Regions from separate parts of the Sus scrofa genome. Here region 1 is linked to region 2. A link is a contact called in public Hi-C data. All regions are on one chromosome and are shown on one strand. The core of a region is the stretch at or near the end of the contact, and the rest is flanking DNA. Distances in the headings are between cores, read along the strand shown. Region 1 has its middle 60 kb from the start of CREB1. Region 2 has its middle 92 kb from the start of KLF7.

What was found. Hi-C and Micro-C count contacts between places; a contact is called where the count stands out from the background.
Region 1: a contact with region 2 is called in a Hi-C map of omental adipose tissue, with 3 times the contacts expected there. The contact joins two enhancer-like sites. A contact is called at or near these places in 6 of 47 Hi-C or Micro-C datasets (brain, embryonic fibroblasts, epiblast stem cells and 2 more).

Annotation. Positions count from the first base shown.
Region 1 is chr15:110,644,155-110,647,121 of Sscrofa11.1, reverse strand. No RefSeq gene overlaps it. Among named protein-coding and RNA genes, the nearest start is that of CREB1, 60 kb to the left of the region's middle. Within about 2 kb of position 1,646, at least 11 of the 83 cell types and tissues checked have an H3K27ac peak or open chromatin away from gene starts, as enhancers often do. A contact at or near this core is called in omental adipose tissue, where this site is marked.
Region 2 is chr15:110,469,451-110,472,582 of Sscrofa11.1, reverse strand. No RefSeq gene overlaps it. Among named protein-coding and RNA genes, the nearest start is that of KLF7, 92 kb to the right of the region's middle. Within about 2 kb of position 1,467, at least 19 of the 83 cell types and tissues checked have an H3K27ac peak or open chromatin away from gene starts, as enhancers often do. A contact at or near this core is called in omental adipose tissue, where this site is marked.

The DNA of each region.
Region 1 (2,967 bases), core at 397-2,896, 170 kb before region 2:
TTAATGAGTGACAAAGAAATTAATCAGACCTAAGGACAGCCCAGCCACCGTGTGTATGAGGGGCCCTCAGAGCAGGGGAGCTGAAGGCAGGGAGTTGAGATCTGGGGCTGAGGTGACAAGATGTTTGACTTGGGTGCCGCTCAGCTGTAAAATCGGGGGCCACACCGGACCAGCTTACGGCTGGTTCTGGGGTTCCATGAGTTGGTGACCTAGAAGGCAGCAGTTTGCTATTGGAAAATCCTGTAGCTCACTTTTAACGTTAAGTATTAAAAGACAAACCGTCCCGTGATCTAGCTATTTATACCTCATTACCAATGCAGTTATATATGAATAGCTTATTATAACCAATCAAAAGAAAGAAAGAAGGAAAAAGCACCTAAAGGCAGAATGATGGAGTAGGCCGTGAATACTACCAGGCTCATTCTGGTAAGTGAGTAATTTGTTTATTCCCTCTCTACTTGGGGTTGCCACTAAATCTGGACTGGAGAAACCGGTAAATTATTTTTAATGTGACAAGAAAATCAAAGCATTCTGTGCATTGCACACTGTTGCTACTACAAGGTTTTTCTTTCTTTTGCTTTTTTTTTTTTTTTTTAAGCCATAACCTTTTGGGCCTGATCTTGCAGGAGAGCCCTGTGCAGTCCTGAGAAGGGCGAGGGGCCAGCTGGAGCCGTCTCGACGCGCCAGGCCATCTGCTGGTAATTCTCACCACACAATGGCCATGGCCCTTCTGACGCAGCGCGCAGAGCTGAGCTGTGACAGGATTCGAGGATGTTTATTTTTTATTCTATTTATTTTATGGTGTTACCATATCTATCTTAGGCTAATCATGTCGAGGGGTTCAAACCTGTTTAGGCCCATGCACATTTCCCACCCAGCTGGTTTGCATTGTATATCTTGATCCACACACTAGCAAGTTGATTTTCTTCTCTCCAGCGCATTAAGGAAAGGATGGACACACACACACACCCCCATCTGCCCATCCTTGTGAAAACCTAATAAAAGTAATAGCAAAGAGAGGCAGGGTTTATTCAATTTGGTTTAGACCTGGGCAACATTAATTTCCTTGTCTCAAGACAGCCTATGTCTTGGAAGGTTAATGAAACTCAGCACAAGCGAAGTAGAGCTGGCAAGGTTCACTCAGTGACCCCTGGCTGGTGCAGAGAGAGTTAAACTTGAAAAAAACTGAAATGCAATCCCAGCTCATGTTACCCATTAGCTGGGTATATTGACCAAACTTATAGTCAGATAATGCAAACAATAACAAAGTTATTGATTGAGGAGATGTCAGGCAAATAGGTACTTATCATGATGCTGCTGATAAGCTGGGGTCTCCCTCATGTGGCAGCGACAGAGGCCTATTGATTCTGCAGTTGGTCATCTGTGGCCTCCAGCCGGCTGCGGATCTGCAGGCTGATTGTATGAGCGGGGAGTGGACCTCCCTGGCCTGGCGGGGACACACTGCCACATTCCCCTAAGCGAGTGCCACTGAATTCTGGCTGTGGGGAAAGGGAGGGTTTACTCCACATCAGAAAGAGGAGCCTGTGAGCAAAGCCTGGTGGTGCCACTAGGGCACGGAGCACTCCCCTCCTCAGGGCACGTGTCTCTTCGTGCCTGGAGGATGCACACGGCAGAGAGCAGGGCCTTAAGCAGCTGGCTTAGTGCTGAGCTCTGAGCTGACCAGTAGGGGTGCGGAAGACAGATGAGACCCACACACCCTCCCCACTGAAAACCAAATGTATCACCTCCACAGCACATCTGCTCCCCAACCTGGGCCTTCCAGTTGGCAGGGAAATCTGGCCAGACGTATTATTATTGCTTCTCCCAGCATGTGATCAGCCTGGGGCATTCATGGTTGATTGTCTAAATTTTAGATGTGAACCAGCAAAACGCCATCTCTCTTAGCACTTTTAGCATTAGCCGATTACACGGCCGTGGAGGACATGTAATAATACTCATTATTTTTTGGACGGCCTTGCAAGAAAAGGATGCTTGATGACTGCCAAACGGAACTGGTGATTGTTTTGACAGTTGAGGGTGGGAGGGAGAGAGGGAAGCTGGTGTGGGAGTGTGGCGGAGAGGATGAGAGGGGCAGGGGTTATTTGTTTTCTTACGTTCCCATAGGTAGTTCTGTAGATGATTTGCTGGCCTCATAAGCGAGGAAATAAGACACTTTGTATTCATCATTATTAGCAGTTCTCCTTGCAGAAGGACACCAAAGGACATGGGATATTTACACAAAGGTTTTGCTCTAGGAGGGAAGAGGAATTCCATCTCTCCCTCCCTCCCTTCCTCCTCTCTTCCCTCCCTCCCCCTTCCCTGCTACCTTCCTTCTTTCCTTCCTCCCTTCCTTCCATCATACATTCAACAGATGTCTGAGGATCCTCCACGTGCCAGGCTCGGCGTGCGGAGCAGGGGAGAGTGGGTGGGCAGGGCAGTCGGTTCCTGTCCCTGGGTTGGTTTCCGTCTGAGGCAGGGGTAGGGTGGGGTGGAGACAGGTAATACCCAAGCATGTTTATTTTTAAAGATTTAAATTGTTTCCAATTTTCCAGCTACTATAAATAAGCAGTGGGCCTCCTTAGGAGGCCTGGGATTATTCCGTGGGAAAACCGCTGTGGATTTTGAAGGCACCACATTCTCAATGGCGATGTCTGGCCGTACCGATGTTGTTTTGGAGACCTCTCTTTCGGAGTTATCATTCAGAGCTTATTTTTAATATCCTCAGCCCTTTGAGGGTAAATCACATTTGACTTTCAGAAATCATCAAGTGTCATCTGGCCTTACATCTGGTGAACGTGATGAGGGTGAATCATCGCCATCTTCTTTGGCTGTTGTTACAAATGTGTGACTATAAAGTCATGTGACTGATTTGGGGGATGGGGGAGAGGCTTCTAAGAGCACTTTAAAAGCAATGCAGGGGATTGACAGAACATTGTAAATCAACTACAATAAAAAATAAAATAAAAG
Region 2 (3,132 bases), core at 218-2,717:
TACCAGAAGGTGCTCTTAAAACCTAACCAGTGTGCATTCCTAGAATTCAAATGGGCATATGGATTGAAATTCCAAATTTGTCATGTCTCCAGCATGCAGGCTCAGAGGAGGATTTCAGAAAACAAAACATGTGCATAAAACATGGGTTTAGGGCCAAAACAATTTTAAATGGGAATTTTTGAAGCATTAAAAATTTCACAGGACAGTTCTTTGTTACTCTCATCCAATTAACCGTTCTGTAGTTATGAGGCTAAAATTTACTGCCTGAAAGATCTCAGCATCCCTGTCTTGAAATGGACTGGTGGATGGTTGGGACTTTCCCAGCAGGGAGAGTCCTGATGGTACAGACGTGTGCCTTGGGAATTAGGAAAAAATGCTCCTTCAGGGAGTTTCGGCTTAAGTCACTGAGTAGTGACAGGACCACTTGAAGGGAACTGAAAGTATCCTGGTGGAGGAAAAATACAAAATGGAGAGAGTCAGGTACAAACCTGCCACTTGGAGTTTTTCTGTCACTTGGATTGGTCAAATGCTGAATCCCAGTTTATGTTAGAAACAAATGGAACCTTATTCTGTGACTAAACTAGATCGCTAGTTTGTAGAGTTGATAAAGGGGCAGCCAGGCAGAAGCTGTCTTTACTCAGAGACAGGCTACTAAGTGAGGGAGCCCCCTGGCAGGAGCGGAGAAATAAAGGGCAAAGAGTTGATAGGCTCCCCCTACCCCCATCCCACCATAATTATTCTTACTGCCTTCCCTCCTTCACAAGGGGGACAATCTACTGGGGTGGGGTGGGGCGGACTTAAAACCCTTTCTTTCTGTTATTACCCCCAAAACGCTGTGGAGTTTTTCATTCTCACCTTGGTGGGTGGAGGTGCCTGTAGGTGTGTAGACATGGCAGGGGCAGAGCCTGAGTCTTCCTGGGTCAGCAGTGGGATATGTGTTTACAAAAACATTTATGCACACAGAGACTTGCATATTTAGTCCTGAGACATACAAAAGAAAGCATAATTGTTGCTGTGGGCTGAACTGTGTTCCTTCCCAAGTTCATACATTGAAGCCCTAACACCCAGGACCTCAGAATGCTGTGGCATTTGGAAATAAGGCCTTTAAAGGGGCAAATAAAATACAACGAGGTCGTCTGGGTGGGCCCTAATCCACTGTGACCAGTGTTCTTCTAAAAAGAGGGGATGAAGACACAGACACACACCCGGAGAAGACCATGTAGAGACTCAGGGAGGAGGTGGACATCTACAAGCCAAAGAGAGGCCTCGGAAGAAACCAGCCTTGTGGACACCTTCATCTAGGATGTCCAGCCTCCAAAACTGTGAGAAAGTACGTTTCTGTTGTTTAAGCCACCACGTCTTTGGTGCTTTGTTGTAGCCCAAGCGGGCTAAGATAACAGTTAAAAAGGAGCAGAAATAAGATAGACTTAAACTAGAGAAGCACAGCTTCAGGGCAGCCCTGATTATAATGAATGAGTAAAGGAAGGAATCTGTTCGTCTATTCGGCACCTTAGAGGGTGGCATATAATCCCTGGAAGAAGCCCTCCCTTTCATCATCCCCGGTAGAGAAAATGAAGCATACCATGGAGGCTTAATACCCTCTGCCCACCAGCTACTGGTGCCCTGTCTCTGGGAGGCAAGGATAAATCTGGTGATCCACTGATTACTGCACACATAACCATGATCACTGGAATTAAATAACTATTATCTTTCCATATTTTCACTGAACCTCATCTTGCAGAGCCAGTGTTATCCCTGAGCTTTACATCCTCAGCTTGTATATAGCCCTGGCTTGAATTGTGAGTGTTCAAAGTAGAAAAATTTAATATCTTTTTATTGCCCCTTTTAGCAACATGCAAGGGCCTGGCTGGCCTCGTGAAGTATGGACGAGCGGCTCGCTCACTTAGCTGCTCTTACCAGCTGCTTTGCAAGTGGCTCTAGCAGGTGGTGCAGTGTTGGGGGGAGGATTTGCAGTCTGTCCCTGGAGACTGGCGAGTGTCTCTGGGTAAAGTACCATCTCGCTGGCTTGAGAGAAGCCCCTGTTCTTTAGCTTATCTCTCCCTCCTGACTCATGTCTGCTGCCCCATTTTGAGTTACTGTGCAAACGTTTAGCCAAGAAGCCAAACCAGGCCTTGTGCTTATTTACAACCACCCGGGAGTTACAGCGAGCACCAGCACCGAGGCAGCATTCCATGCCGAGCCTTCTGGTCAAATGAGGACAAAGTGAGCCACGCCTTCCATTCTTGGCAGAGATGTAGTGCCTTAAAGTGCCGTGTGCTGGGTACAGAAGCCTCCCCCAAAGCAGGGTGACTCTTTCTTGGATCCCCAGGGGCCCCAAAATTGTAGAGCCATGCATTAGAATATTGTGCAAGGACAGAAGGTGCTGGAGGAGAAGAGGGCCCCCTGTTTGTTCCCCTTTCTGAGTTTCCCACAGGAAGTCGATCGTGCATTCTAAGGCAAAAGTGCTTTTGTCATTGTGTATGTCCTGTTTGTCACCAGGAAACCTTCTAGAAAAAACCCTCAAAGAGGGGCATGAAACAATGCAGTCAGCCCAAGACACACACGTGTGTATGTGCGCACACACACCTACACACCCGAAAAAGAACCCAAAGGAATGGACATGAAACTGTCAAACTGGACACACAAACTCCTCATACCAAGTCCCTGGCCAGGAGGACTTTATGATCCAATGATGCCGATGGGTACAATTAAACATAAAATAGCTCTTTGACAATTCAAGACCAGAAGCACAAATAGTCAGAAGTTCTGATGTTGTGCTGTTACTACATTTGCTTAGTAAATGATAAGGCTGACATCTAAGCAGAAAGACCTACTGTGTGCCATGCCCCAGGTAGCGGGTGTCTGATGGAAATGGTGTGGGCTAGGACTGTTCCATCAATCAGCCCTTGCACAGAGTCTAGCCTGTCTGCAGAAGGGGCCTAATACTACCAGCTGTGTACCTCTACAGGGTGGTCAGGAGGAGAAAGCAAACACAATAATGCACCAGGGTGCCTGGAACACTGTAAGTGCTTTATCAGGCATTTGAAGACAAGAGGGTGGTGACCTTCCATTTCCTCCCTATACATTAGTGCTCAGCACACATTTGGATGATCATGATGGGGAGGGTTTTAA